Linked DNA regions of Zea mays: regions 1 and 2 are each linked to region 3. A link is a contact called in public Hi-C data. All regions are on one chromosome and are shown on one strand. Each heading gives the region's core, a stretch centred on a gene start, on an enhancer-like site or on the middle of the called end of the contact. The rest is flanking DNA. Distances are from core to core; before and after follow the strand shown. Region 1 holds the start of LOC100279745. Region 2 holds the start of LOC100284245 (lipase). Region 3 holds the start of LOC103652735 (kinesin-like protein KIN-14O).

Evidence for each region. Hi-C and Micro-C count contacts between places; a contact is called where the count stands out from the background.
Region 1: a contact with region 3 is called in a Hi-C map of leaf, with 7 times the contacts expected there. The contact joins the promoter of LOC100279745 here to the promoter of LOC103652735 in region 3. A contact is called at or near these places in 2 of 25 Hi-C or Micro-C datasets (both in leaf).
Region 2: a contact with region 3 is called in a Hi-C map of endosperm, with 2.0 times the contacts expected there. The contact joins the promoter of LOC100284245 here to the promoter of LOC103652735 in region 3. A contact is called at or near these places in 5 of 25 Hi-C or Micro-C datasets (bundle sheath, ear, endosperm and 2 more).

Annotation. Positions count from the first base shown.
Region 1 is chr4:4,424,688-4,429,488 of Zm-B73-REFERENCE-NAM-5.0, reverse strand. It overlaps LOC100279745, which reads left to right and starts at 1,449. Exons shown (of 15, transcript NM_001152703.2): 1 at 1,449-1,814; 2 at 2,048-2,104; 3 at 2,406-2,486; 4 at 2,618-2,675; 5 at 2,761-2,864; 6 at 3,027-3,078; 7 at 3,190-3,239; 8 at 3,601-3,666; 9 at 3,737-3,901; 10 at 3,987-4,059; 11 at 4,244-4,376; 12 at 4,624-4,681. The coding sequence starts at 1,677. LOC100279529 reads left to right here. Exons shown (of 16, transcript NM_001152527.2): 14 at 1-605; 15 at 749-808; 16 at 874-1,164. The coding sequence ends at 957.
Region 2 is chr4:4,461,001-4,465,434 of Zm-B73-REFERENCE-NAM-5.0, reverse strand. LOC100284245 (lipase) reads left to right here and starts at 2,663. Exons shown (of 10, transcript NM_001157140.2): 1 at 2,663-2,856; 2 at 3,915-3,994; 3 at 4,321-4,386. The coding sequence starts at 2,748. LOC100276127 (protein indeterminate-domain 14) reads right to left here and starts at 2,535. Exons shown (of 3, transcript XR_004857658.1): 1 at 1,974-2,535; 2 at 1,262-1,420.
Region 3 is chr4:4,718,388-4,722,992 of Zm-B73-REFERENCE-NAM-5.0, reverse strand. It overlaps LOC103652735 (kinesin-like protein KIN-14O), which reads right to left and starts at 1,461. Exons shown (of 12, transcript XM_020552423.3): 1 at 909-1,461; 2 at 760-821; 3 at 227-458; 4 at 1-54. The coding sequence starts at 335.

The DNA of each region.
Region 1 (4,801 bases), core at 200-2,699, 290 kb after region 3:
AGAACTCCTGCGGGAGGAAACCCCTCCCGGACTCACTGCTACGGACCTCGAACCTCGGGGGCTCGTCGCTCCGCAGGCAGTTCCGTCAGGAAGAGGAGTGCAGCAGCCTGGCGCAAAAGCTGCAGAAACCGATCGACGACGACAGGTACAAGGACGCCGCCGACGAGTGCTCCGAGCATCAACCACCCTCGGCCACGAACCCTAAACCGCGGAACGACGCGCGGCGGTCGTCCCCGGAGGTCGTCGTCGACGCAAAAGCGAGGAGGCTGCTGGGCAGGAGCTCGTCGGACATGAACAACCACCAGGACGCAAGGGTGGCCGCCCTGGTCAGGAGGAACGTGGCGCTGGAAGAGCAGCTGTCGGCGGCGCTGGCGAGCAAGGACGAGGCGGAGAAGAACCTGTCCCTGGTCATCGACAGCAAGGACGGCCTGGAGAAGAGGCTGGCCGAGAAGGACAGGGAGGTCGAGGCGCTGAGGGAGAAGGCGACGGGGTTGGAGCTGGCGCAGGAGGAGGCCAACAGCCTCTCCAACACCGTCCACGCCGACAACGTGCGGCTGGAGCGCGAGGTGGCGTTCCTGAAGGCCGTCATGGACGAGACCCAGAAGGCAAGAGAGTTACTCTCTTAGCCATGCCCCGTTCTCCTCCGCCGCCGCCGCTGCTCTCTCTCTCTCTCTCTCTCTCTCTCTCTCTCTCTCTGTGACGGTTGGTTGCCGTACTGATTGGCTTTCGGTTTTTCGTCTGTGATCAGGAACTGCACTCGACTCGCGGAGTTCTTGCAGGAGAACGCGCACGGGCATTCCAGCTTCAGGTAAGACCTTATCATGCTAGACTTTCTTTCTTTCTTTTTTTTGTTCATGCCTTGGGCTCTGCCAGGTTGAAGTCTTTCATCTGAAGCAGCGCCTGCAGACGATGGAAGGGAGGTCACCCGCAGCACCAAGAAAGCCTCAGAATGCGTAGGGTAGGGTGCAGGCGTGTAGAGTTTTTGAGCGATAGATCTGCTGTAGATTCATTCAGTGATGTAATGTAACTGTAGTAGGTGCCGGAGCTACTGTAATTTGTAATATTATTCGACGCGATGCGATGCAAACGTATTTCGCAACTGGGACGTACGTAATTGTGTAGAATGAGTTGCGGTCGACTATATATGCAAGATGTCTTTTATCTAAGAGTTCTGAGTTATTGGTCAGATGAGTTAAGTAAATACAAAATTTATTGATGAGAAGCCGATAAGTGCTTGAGGATAATTGAAAGTAAAATAAGTGTAAAACAATATGATAGGAATCTGGGGAAAGAACTCCTGTTGTTGCTGCAAATATAACTTGGTTGATTTGATTTGAGGAAGAAATCGTATTTACTTGGGGATAAGAATGCGATTTAGTGAGCTGGATTCAGGTTAAGGAATAAGATTGCTCCTAGTTTTTTTCTATTCTATTTTTCAGACTGGCAGTCATCCTCCTAGTTTTTTTCTTTTCTATTTTTCAGCTAACCTTATCTTCTTCCCGCGTCCTTTCCAGCCTCCCGTCCCGTGTGGCGTCTGGCGTGTGCGCACGCACCTCCCCAGGCCCCAGTGCCACCTTCCCTCCTCGGCTCGACCCGCCCGGCGCTCCGCCGCAGCTGGCTCATCCCAATCCCCTCGTACAGTCGTGCTCCGCGCCCGCTTCACCGCCTGAACAAAGATGGAGGCCTTCCTAGCCGGCCTCTTCAGGGCGCCTCCACGGGCCGTCCCCGCCCCTCGGGGCACGCCTCTCCCCAGCCTTCCTCTCTTCTACGGCAGGCGCCGCAGGAGGCCGTCCTCCTCCGTGGTCTGCATGGCGGTAAGGAAAAGAGAGAGACAGAGAAGAAAAAAAAACCGCCTCCTTTTTCAGCGGTCATCTCCATTTCCGGACCTTTTTACCGGAAACTTCTTGGAAACAGAGCGGCTGCAACCTGAATTTTTGTTCTTCGCTGAAGCTGAACTGAACATTGTTTTTGTGCTCTGCTAGCCGAAAATCCTACCTTTCGCGCTCAGACTGAACTAGTCGCTGTTCATTCTGTATGCTCTGTGCAGGAGCCCTATCTGATTGCCAAGCTGGACTCTGCGGAGAAGGCCTGGAAAGAAATGTCGGTATGGTTACCTCTTCTGTGTGCACCTCTGGTTCCTTGTTTTCTTCTGTGTTATTACCAATCAGGTTACATCGCCATTGTTATTGTTTGCTCTGAAGTTGCGTGAGTGAAAAAAATGTCTTGTGGAATAGAACTAAGTTAGTACTAAATCAATTCTGAGCTTCTCTATTATGCCACGGCAAAGAAAAGGTAACACATGCGCAGGCAATATAAAATGCAATGCTGCCACAGCGATGTGGAGAAGTTTCAATTTTGATCCCATCCAAATGGTCATCAGTCTAATACTTCAGTGTATGCTTCAGGTTAGGTTGGCAGATCCTGACATTGTCTCGGATCCAAGCGAATACCAAAAAATCGCGCAGTCTGTTTCTGAACTGGATCAGGTTGGCATTTGGCTTGCTGACTATGCTGTTTAATTTTGGTGTCTACTATCTACTCAACTATACCAGAATTTGAGCTGCTAATGTTTATCAGTTGTTACATCACCATTTTTTTTTCTGACAATAATACTTAGGTCGTGACCACATACAGGCAATTCAAGGATTGTGAGAGGCAACTTGAAGCGACAAAAGGTTGGTATGCCCTTGGTATTTCTGGTGCCTGCCTGAAAATAGTAGACTCTCACTAGCTTTCTTTTATTACATTGCGATATCATAGCTCTGGAAAAAGAGAACGAAGGTGACCCCGATATGTTAGAGATGATAGCTTCTGAGTTGGAGGCTCTATCTAACCAGCTCGCAGAGCTTGAAGAAAAAATGAAGGTGAATAGGACATAATGACCTGCACAATAGCTACATAAATTCTGGACATTATGTTTAACTTTATGCATTCTATCTACAATGCCAGTTTCTGCATTTGGTTGGAGAAACTATACATTAGACATTTTGAAGTGCCTCTCATCAGCTCTTATTTCCTCATGTTAGTTTCTACTGCTTCCCAGCGATCCTCTAGATTCACGCAACATCTTACTTGAAGGTACCTCTCTCCATTTCTTAGTTGTACATTTCAACTAAGTTCAACATCTTGCTCTTTAAGTTTTTTTCCTTCTTGTTTTGAAATTGGGTACTGTATTCCTTCATTTTGCAGTAAGAGCAGGTGCTGGTGGTGATGAAGCTGGGATTTGGGCTGGTGACCTTGTAGGTAGATGATGATTTTATTCCATTTGAGTGCAATTTAGCAAATGTTATACAATTGTTTTTAATGTTTTTCAAATAGTAGTGTACTAAAGCTTGATAAACAGACCTTGATGTTTATAGGGGTTGGCAAGTCTTGTCCCTCCTATGTTTTTCTTCTTAATATAATGACGCGCAGCTCTCCTGCATTTGTTAAAAAAAATAATGAACGTGCAAGTAGGATTTCATTTTTTTAGTATAAGCTCTTCTTTGTTCATTTTACTATTGTTATAGCTGTTATACTTCTGATATACTAGTGCGTCATAGCCGCAATTTTACTCACATCACATACTCCGCAACTAATTATGCCAATGGCTTTCTGTAGGTTCGCATGTACCAGAGATACTGTGAGCGCAACAATTGGAAGTTTAAGCCAGTTTCTTGCTCAGAAGTATGTACTTGCAACTTTAACCTAACTACTGATTAAGAAAAAAACACTGCTCACAAGCTGACTCTTTCAGGCAGAAATGGGTGGGTACAAGACATACGTGATGGAGGTCAAGGGGAAACAAGTCTATAGTAAACTGAAGTTTGAGTCAGGTGTACACCGTGTTCAGCGTGTTCCCTTGACAGAGGCTATGGGTCGTGTTCATACGTCAACAGCAACTGTAGCTATTATGCCAGAGGTAGGCCATTTTGATATTCGTGTGAACTTTTATGACATGAATTCCTTCTTCTAAGATGTCTAATATTGTTTCAATGACATAATAGGCTGATGAAGTTGATGTGGTTATTGATCCGAAAGATATTGAGCTTAAAACAGCAAGATCTGGTGGAGCTGGAGGTAATGACTTGCATATTGTGTTATGCATAGTGTTTTTTTTCGACAAGGAAATTTTATTGAATCAAGATTGTCATGAGTTACAACTCTCTTGAAAACAAAAACCTGACCTCTGCATCATGGTGTACTGGGTTTTCTGTACTGCTCCCTTATAACTGAGCATCTTCTAACATTCCAACCAATGCAGGGCAGAATGTTAACAAGGTGGAGACGGCTGTTGATCTTATTCACAAGCCGACAGGAATACGGATATTCTGTACGGAAGAGAGATCACAGCTACAGAACAGAGAGCGGGCATTTCAATTGTTGAGAGCAAAACTGTAAGTAGCTATGTACAGCTTTCCAAATTATGAATTATGTTTCTCTATATTTTATCATCACCTCAGTTATTTTGCTTCTAAACATGTTCTTCGATGATAGGACCATAACTACAGTGTAAATTCTGATTTTAGAAATCCCCTAATGCAAAATAGAGGGAATCTACCATTGCCAAATTATCTATACTCAGTACAATATGTGGTCATCCTTTTGTAATCCTTTTGCATTCCTTATATATGCACAATACAGTTACGAGATAAAATTAAGGGAGCAACAAGAATCATTAAGAAACCAGAGGAAATTGCAGGTACGTTGTCAATTCTTCTTAAAAAGATCGTATCTTCCGAAGGTCGTAGCTGTTGAGTCCAACTGAAATCAACAAAAAAAAACTGTCTTGTAGATGATAAATGCTCAAATTGAACAGAGT
Region 2 (4,434 bases), core at 1,414-3,913, 260 kb after region 3:
ATTCGATCGCCTGTGTCCTTGTTTTAGGCATGCGCTTTCTCGAAACAAGGTCTTCGTCGAATTAGCTGTAGGGGCTCTGGCCCGTATGGCCTGAGCCCCAAGTTTACCTCTGTCTCTCCTGATCGGTTATTCTGTATTAGAAATCTTGGTGACTGATAGATAAGTACTCGTATGAGAGACTATGGAGCCTGGAGGGATGATTTGCTCAAACGGGTACTTTGCTTGCTTGCTGTGAGCCATGTTTTCGGCTTTCTGTATACGTTAAAAATACTGGATTGGTCAAAGGAAGCACACACACGTTTTAGATTTATTATCTAGAACGCCGAACCCCGGCCGGTTCAAGGCAACTAACCACCGTGGACGAAGACGAACGCCACCGCCGGCTAGGGCGCGTGCGCCGTCGGCCCTGCGCATGGCATGTGGGCCTTGCCGCAGTGCCGTTGACGGCAAGCGTTGCCCGGGGGGTCGTTCTAGTCCTCGACGTGCGCCCCTCCACCTCTTTATCGATAGCGTAACAGACACTGACACTCTCTGTCTCTGCGCTCAGACTGTCTTCAACCGTTCCCACTAAATTTCTTCCCCTATATTCCACTCACGTACCACATCAGCATTCTCTTTCCCCCTATATCTCCACACTCTACAGCGGTTCCCCCTATATCAAACCTCTATACCCCACCACACCAATATTATATACTTTCATCTTCAACTAACTCAACTACCATACAATTTTTGTTTTATTTTTATTTGCTATATGAATAGTGCGCGGCTACAGTGTTAAAGATAACTACTAATGCTAAAGCATGTGATTAGTATTCTTTCCAGCTCACGTTGTTTTGTTCTAAAAAAATAACAGTATAACACAGCATCAAACAAATAGGCCAAAGAAGAATAGAATCTGAGGTCTATCTTTGACATTAGCCCGTGTGTCCACTTTTGTCTAATATGAAACTGCGGTGCTCTGATTTAAAGATTGCAGCTAAGAACACGAAAAAGGAAAAAGAAAGCAGGGGCTGAAAATAATGGAAACCAACTTGAATATATCAATCTAAATGTATGTTAACATAATGAACTCAAAATGTCAATTAGAATGTTGATGCTAAAATATATGGACACTAGAAATGTGCTAAGCTTTGGATCCAAATAATAGACCACAGACACCATGTTAAACATAAACATAACTAATTTATAAACATAATGTCTATTTAAAGCACTGATTGATGAAACAGTAAGCCTACTTAATTAAAAACAGAAAAAAGCATACCCAATCAACATGAGACTCAAAAGTTCCTGAGAAGCTTGCATCCCCATTATTTAATTCCCATCTTTTCAAGGTACCATCACGGCTCCCGCAAAAAAGATGATCACTTGTACTAAATATGGAACCATCTAGATAAGCCAAGCAATTGATCCCCACACAATGCTGAAAAACAAACAGAAACGAATGCATTAGCATCGCCATTGAGTGGAATATGAATTGTTTCGAATGTATATAGAGTACCTCGTCGGCATCAAGAATTTATTACAACACATGAATAATTAATTTTTGTAGTAGTTTAGAATTCTGAATCTTCTCTTAATGGTTATGTTTTGGATTAGGATGTTATTGTATCTGATCTATGTGGCCTTTAGTCTTGACGGACTCCAGAAGGAGAGAGACGGACTGTTGCAGCTGCAGCAGCAACAACTAGGAGACGAGCGATAAAAAATAGCGTAGTAGATAGACGCCTGGAAAGACAAAGAGAGTGTGATCCCGCAAAATTTCTCCCAAAAATCATGACGCCTTTCTGGAGCCCGGCCCTCATTCTTCTGCCAAATCTCTGCAAGAATAAAAGATACGCAGAAGATATACGGGACTAATTGCTGGATTAATTATCTCGTGGCGCCGGCTGATTAGCGTGGTACGTAGAGGAAGACTAATGCTAATAAACAAAATCAAGGAGCTCCACCAGCATCTGGATCGATCATACTCATACCGGGAGAAGACGCAGGCCCACTGGCGGTGGCCGCTGTGCTTGCGGCGGAAGTGCTTCTTGATGCCGACGAGGTCGCCCAGCGCGTGCGAGGGGTCGTGGTGCAGGCAGCTCGGCTCCGGGCACAGGAACACGCGCTTCCGCGCCGCCTCCCCGGCCTCCCGCTTCAGCAGCTTCCACGGCACCTTGTGCCGCCGCCGGTGCATCTGCAGGTTCTGGTCGCGCTGGAACCCCTGCCCGCAGATCTCGCACACGTACCGGTCCGACACGGATTGGTGCGGAGTATTCCGAGCGAGCGGGCGTGTGGGCGAAGAAGCGGCTGGAACCCCTGCCCGCAGCTAGGATTGGTGCGGAGTATTCCGAGCGCGCGGGCGAAGAAGCGGCTGCGGGGCTGCGGGGAAGGAATACGGCGTAGCGTGCCCATCGATTTAGCGGGAGAGAGAAAGAATCAGGAAGGGAGAGGAGGAGGAGGAGGACGCCGTTGAAGGAGCGGCTACAGTGTTAGGGGAGGGGGAAACCGAGAGCAACCGTTGAACACAGTCTCATCCTTCTTCCCCCCTCATCCGTCCTCTCGAGGGACACGTGGCTCCATCTGGTTGGCCTTTGGACGACGCGGTAGCCCAACCGTGGGGGCCGGCCCGTTCGGGTCGCTGTCCACCGTTCCGTAACTTGACGGAGTCACGGAACGGTGTGCTTGCTCCTCGCTGCCGCCGTCTTCTTCTTCTTCTTTCTTACCAGTCTCCTCCGGTGCGGGCGAGGGAGACGACGACGACGGCGATGGCCTGGCTGAGGCGGACGGAGACGCTGGTGCTGCTGCTCGTGGTGCTTCTGGCCTCCGCTTCAACCTCCGCGGCGGCGGCGGCGGCGGGAGAGGAGGAGGAAAGAGGTGAGATCGATCGGCTTGCCTCCCCGCGCGTTTCAACTGCCGCTTCCTCCGTTCGTGTGCCGGAGGGAAGAGGTTCCGGGCGGCGCTGCTTCCGCACGGCCCGTGGTTGCTCGGTAGGGGCGGGATTGGGCGGAAAAGCTGACTGTGCTGGCGAGTAGCTAGGGGGAGCCATCTGACCGATTGGTTGGTTGCGGCTGTGCCGCCGGCGCAGCGCGAGGAGCTCAGAGTACATAACGTAGTGGATGTAGTAGTAGGCAGTCTAGAATTCTAGATTAGGCTAGATGAGGAGCGCGGACTGCGGCCGCACCCACCCGCAGATTTCTCCCGGATTTGGGCCTTTCCGTGCGGGAAAAGCTTAATTTGGATTGGGGAAAGCTTACGAAGCTGCTGCTACCTTGCAACAGTGCATACTACGAGTGATCTGCGGCAATTGACGCAACCGCTTCGCCGACAATTTTTTTTAGGAGATTAGGAGTAAGGTCTCTGCTTGTATAATGTTTATCACGAGTCGTTCGTCACTGCTGGGAATGCCGGCTAATAAGGAAGACGAAGAAGAAGAAAAATCAGCCACCACAAGACTGTCCTACTACAGGAGCAAAACCAGATTTCGCGCACATCAAGCAACAGAATGTCACTTTGGGCTAGCTAGTCGCCTTGATCCAAGGCAGCAAAGCCTCAGTGGTCTTCTTTCGTTCTTCCCTGCTCCACCCCTTTGTGTAGAATCATCCACTTGTTCATAAATGAGATGACGCTTCGACGATTACTATCTCGTTTGTCGCCTGCTAGCGAGATTTTTTTTCAGCACAGCAATGCTGTAATGTGGAAAGGCGGTTCTTGTCCATGTGCTTGGGGATGCCAGTGCTGTAGATCTGTGCAACAGAGTAATGGATTATCGTTGTCTGTTTCTCAGTTTGGAAATACCATTGGATTGGATGTAGTAACATTACCGAACTCTAGTTTCGGAGTGTCGGGAGGATTTATTTTACTGTTATGGTGCTTTTGTGTGATCTGCCAGTGAATCGGGTGTAAACTCTTCGCGCCTTTGTTTGCCAATGCAGTGATCAGGCTGAAGCACAGTGACGGTGGCTATTCTTATAACCATACTCTGGCTCATATTCTTGTCGAATACGCGTCTGCGGTATGTTCCTCCTGCACAATGTGCTACTGCTTATTCTGTTGACAGCAACTTCACCATAAATCTGCCCAAACCTCCTATTGTCCTTGCCTAGCTAGACATTTCTACCCTTAACATTTTAAGAAGAAAAAAAAAACCTCTTTCCCACACCTTTCCATTCCCTCCTTTCCTGTGCAGCATTTTCAGTCACTAATAGCTATGCTGTTCTTTGGTTATTGTGTCTCTGAATGGTTCATTCATAGGGCATGCATGTAATGATGCCCATGTTTCTATTTCCAGAGTACATTTTTTGTCCTTTTACAGACTTGGTTTACATAAATGTGTTTTAGGTGTACACATCTGACTTGACATCACTTTTCTCATGGACCTGTCCAAGGTGCAAAGGCCACACAAAGGTTTGTGCTTCCTCTGCTTGTGGAAGTTGTTCTACATGTTCCTTGGTG
Region 3 (4,605 bases), core at 212-2,711:
CCCGCCGTCTCCTGTCAACACGCCGCTGCCTTGACCGCAGGCTCGAAATCTCCTCTGGAACACAAAGACGTGCAGTGTGGGCGGGGGTTGAGATTGAGAGATAGTTCCGTTCCGTCAGGCAGGTGTTGTCGTGTCGTCGTCGTCGCAAGGTTAATTCACAGGCGAGTAACAATAACAACAGGTGGAAGAACTGCAACGACGACCTGGTCTTTCAAACAGTTCCAACCTTGCAGAGGCGAGGAGGCGTCGTCCTTGCTGTAGCCCACCGCAGTTTCTCCGTCCGGGAGCAATGGCAATGGCAATGGCACATGCCCCTCCATGGTTTCCTTCTTCATGCGACGACGGAGCCCAAGAGCGCTTCTTCTTCTTCTTCCTCCTCCTCCTCCTCTTCTTCTTCTTCTTCTCTGGACGGCGAGCCGGTCGCTGGTCAGAGAAGAAGCCTCTCGCCCTCCGCCTCCCTGCCGCGCAGTTTCATTTCTCAGTTCCCTCCCAACGGAGCTGAAGAAGAAAAAAAAAGGAGAACAAGAGGCAACTGCTGCCAGCATGACTCCGTCGTGTGGCCGGTGTGGGCGGCGGACGGAATCTGAAACAGCTCATGAGGCCAAGAAAAGAAAAGAGTGGACGGCGCAGAATGAATCTATTCCTCCCGCACTTTCCGTGGTTCGCCTGCGCTGCGCTTCCTTCCGCTCGCACACCACACCACACGGCTGGCTGGCTGGCTGGCCTGGAAAGAACAGTAACGAACTTCTCCCGGAATACCTTGTGGTTGTTGCGGCTACAAGCCTCCGGGGATCCTTGATCTCCCCTTTTCGATGCAGCCTCTGCAGAGCCAAAGGAAAAAAGAAAATGGTCTGCGTCGTCGGGAACGAAAGAAGCGCGAACGAGAAGAGAATCTGCGATGGTACTACCTCGGAGGGGAATGAATAAAATAATCTCCGCCGGCCTCCAGCTGAATTTGTTCTTGAACCTTGACCACCACACCACCAGATGCTATGCTGCTACTACTACGGAGGAGGGGGTGGAGTGCGGAAGGAGAGGAGAGGAGAATTGAAGGAGCGAGCCAACAGCCTAGCTAGCAGAGAATCTGCGCAATGCAGATAAGTAGCGTTTCGTTTTATTTGTCGCTGGATAGTGCAAAATTGAACTATCCAGCGACAATTAAAAAGAAACGGAGAGAAAGTAGTTCCTAATGATTGCGTCTTTTTACTTTCTTGGTCCTGATGTTATTGGATCTCTCGATGCCGAAAGATGGAGGCCGTGTGGGAGCGGCTAAAGTCCAGAGGTTAGAGCAAAGAACGGCTGTAAACGAAGAAGAAGAAGAGGGATCTTCGCGCAAGGAATTAAAGCAGCAGCAAAGGGGAAGGAAGGAGTTGGGATCGACCCCTACCTACCTACGGCGTGAGAACCGGTGAGCGGTGCTTGGCAATGGCAGGCTGTCCCACACCGCCACTGCGGGCAGAAAAACTATGGGCGTGTTTGGTGTGGCGCCTAAGTCACCACACCGTGCCACACTTTTCAGCCACAAGTGTGGCAGCTAAATTGGGCGCCACACTTGTGGCTGAAAAGTGTGGCGCAGTGTGGCGGCTTAGGCGTCACACCAAACACGCCCTATATTAGCAAAACAGTTGGGTTGCCTGGACTGCTGGATTTAGAAGATCCAGACCCGGGCTGGCAGCCCCCACCACCGTTCGTTCACCCGTAGAAAACCAGAGGGGGAGGGCCGGGGCCGGATCATCTGTGGTGGAAAGCTTTCGCCAAAAGTTCTGTCGAGCCGCAATTTGCTCTGCTGTCTGCTCCGGCTCGGTTTGTGCTTTTGCTTGCTTGTTGGCAAGGTCCAGAAGCAGCATTTCTCATTAATCTGCTGACCGAAACTAACGGTCACCACCAACTGAGCGGAACAAGGTTGATGGTCTGCTCCACACACACACACACGCACACAGCGGCGCATTTTTATAATAATAATAATAATAATAATAATAATAATAATAATAATAATAATAATAATAATAATAATAATAATAATAATAATAATAATAATAGTAATAATGAAGCGTGTGCCTTTGTGCACAATCTCTATCCGTTTTTTCTTTCAAAATCTTCCTTACGAAGCCCGCTCCTAGTACAAAAAGAGCCGCTGCTCTATTCTAGCTGGCTTCGAAACCGAACGCCACCTAAATAAAGGAACATGCTAGTATATTAACCCTTACATCCATCCAAATTACTGTCACCCAAGGCTAGCAGCCCGACAACAACAGCATCCATCCTATGACAACTCCTCCTCCATGATGAATGCAAATGCGTCACACGAAGCCGCATTTTTCGCATGACAAAACAGTGGGGGGGATGGCACGGAAGAAGTTCCTCTCTTCGCCCTCAGCCTCCTCCTTCAATTTCTCGAGAAAACAAGTAGTTACCTCTTACCCTGACGGACGAGTCTGATGAATGTGATTGAAACGCCTATATCTGGAGGGAGAACTCGTCCTGTCCATTCAGGGCTTGTTCGGTTAGCTCTCAATCCACATGGATTGAGTGAGATTGGGTGGGTTTAAATCCCAACTAAGTCAAACTCTTTCTTAATTTTTTCCAATCTCATCCAATCCATGGGTAACGGGATTAACCGAACAAGTCCTCATGTGGCTGCCCAGCTAGCCGTTGCCTGATACCAGCAAGCCATCCCGGTCCCAATCCCAAACAGTAAACACTGCAGGCACAAGCAACCGGCACCTGGAAGCTAGGTCGCTGCGTTGTCCTCCTCATCACATAGAGTAACAACAAGGTCTGAACTGATTAAGACTCTGTTCGTTTGTCCAGAAATAGACCAGAAATCGTTTTGACTGATGAAAACTTATATAAATTAAATAAGCATACCAGTTAGAAATTGTTCAATGCCTCCATTTCGGGAAAAAAACGAACGGCCCCTAAAGATGTGCACCAAACTGTTCCACGACTAATTAAACATTATTAACCACCCTTATCCTGTCCATAGATCCCAGCTGCAGCTGCACTGCACACCACAAAAAAAAAAAAAATACAGGCACTTCTCCATGCGTTTGCAGATGGTGCGTCGCCTTCGTTGCCGAGGTTTAGTCAGTGGTTATACAGTTCACGATCCAAGTGCTGGTTCAGGCAGAGAGTCGCAGCTGTGCTCAATTCATCAGTTTGCTGCCGCCCCGGTGAAAGAAAACTCCTTTTCTCACCACTGCTGGCTGCAGCATTGCAACAGCAACACACATGGCATGAGGATGAGAGTGAGGGGACAGGCTCGCAACAGTTCTGCAGCCGTCCCATGTCCATGTGTGTGTGTGAGAGAGAGAGAGAGAGAGCTCACTGAGAGCAGAGCAGAGCACGGCAGTCACAGTGGTTGAATGCAAAGCCCTCGAACTTGGCGCCATGAAAGCCAGATCGACAAACAAACTTGCACGGAATGTTTCTGATCTTGTACGTGCATGGACAGAACAAAAAGAGTACAACAGCCAGAATAATGCGCATATGCATGCACCATACATGCATGAGCATATATATGATCATGTCATGATCATCATTGATGATTCTGCACATTACATTCTCATATGAGACAAATAAACACATTAACGGCTGATTTGGTGGTCATGAATCCTCAGAGGATTTATAGGAAGGAATCCTATGTCACCCTTGTAATTCCTCCTTATAATAATTCCTGATCACCAAATCAGTCATGTTCCTCGCAGTCGGCCTTGGAACTCTCGAGAGCCCTGCTGTCATGGCTTTCGAGTCGCAGCACAGCTTTGCAACCTTTGAACAAAAATCTGGCCCAGCAAATTTTTTTTTCTGCACCTGCCGGAGCGCAAGCATTGCTATTTATGCTAGGCTCTGGGCTCTTTCCAGGTGCCGGTTGCTTGTGCCTGCAGTGTTTACTGTTTGGGATTGGGACCGGGGATGGCTTGCAGACATGGGCAAGGTATCGCAACCCTCTCTTGGAACTGTTGCTTGCGTTGCGGACAAGGACAGGACAAGGGCAAGCATCAACCATGGCATAGTGAACCAAACAAGAAAAAAAGGCGTACGTGCCCAGCGTTTGGAAATTATTGCGGACCTCTCCATTGACACAGCAGGAGGGTAGCAGAAAGGCCGGGATTTTTTTTACATTTTCAATTTTTAGGGCATGTTCAGTTCTTGGGGATTGGCCACCCAGAACTATTCCTAGCCAGATTGCTTGTCTTTTTTTTGACAGAGTGGAACACCCCCTATTTCATTAAGAAATAGTAACCGGACCAAGGTTTTTACAAGACCACAGTCTTAACCAACAGCCAAAAGCCGACAAGACTACCACAATTATCAGCTACGCAAAGGTTAAGCCCAACTAAGGGAACGCAGTATTCCAGAAATACTTGAGAGACAGACTCCAAGTGACTGACGAACAACCAAAGTGGCAAACTAGAGACAAATCCAAAAGCAGCCTGGACCAGCCACCAACAGCGACGACCAAAGCTAGTTTTTTATCTAACGATGAAGATAAGCTGATTACATCAAACAGGACAGAACTTGGAAAGATGCATCAGCAGCCAAAATGTCACTGGAGGCGCCTATCGACCGGCTTCCAACCATAGGCTTTGCTGTAGATGTCAC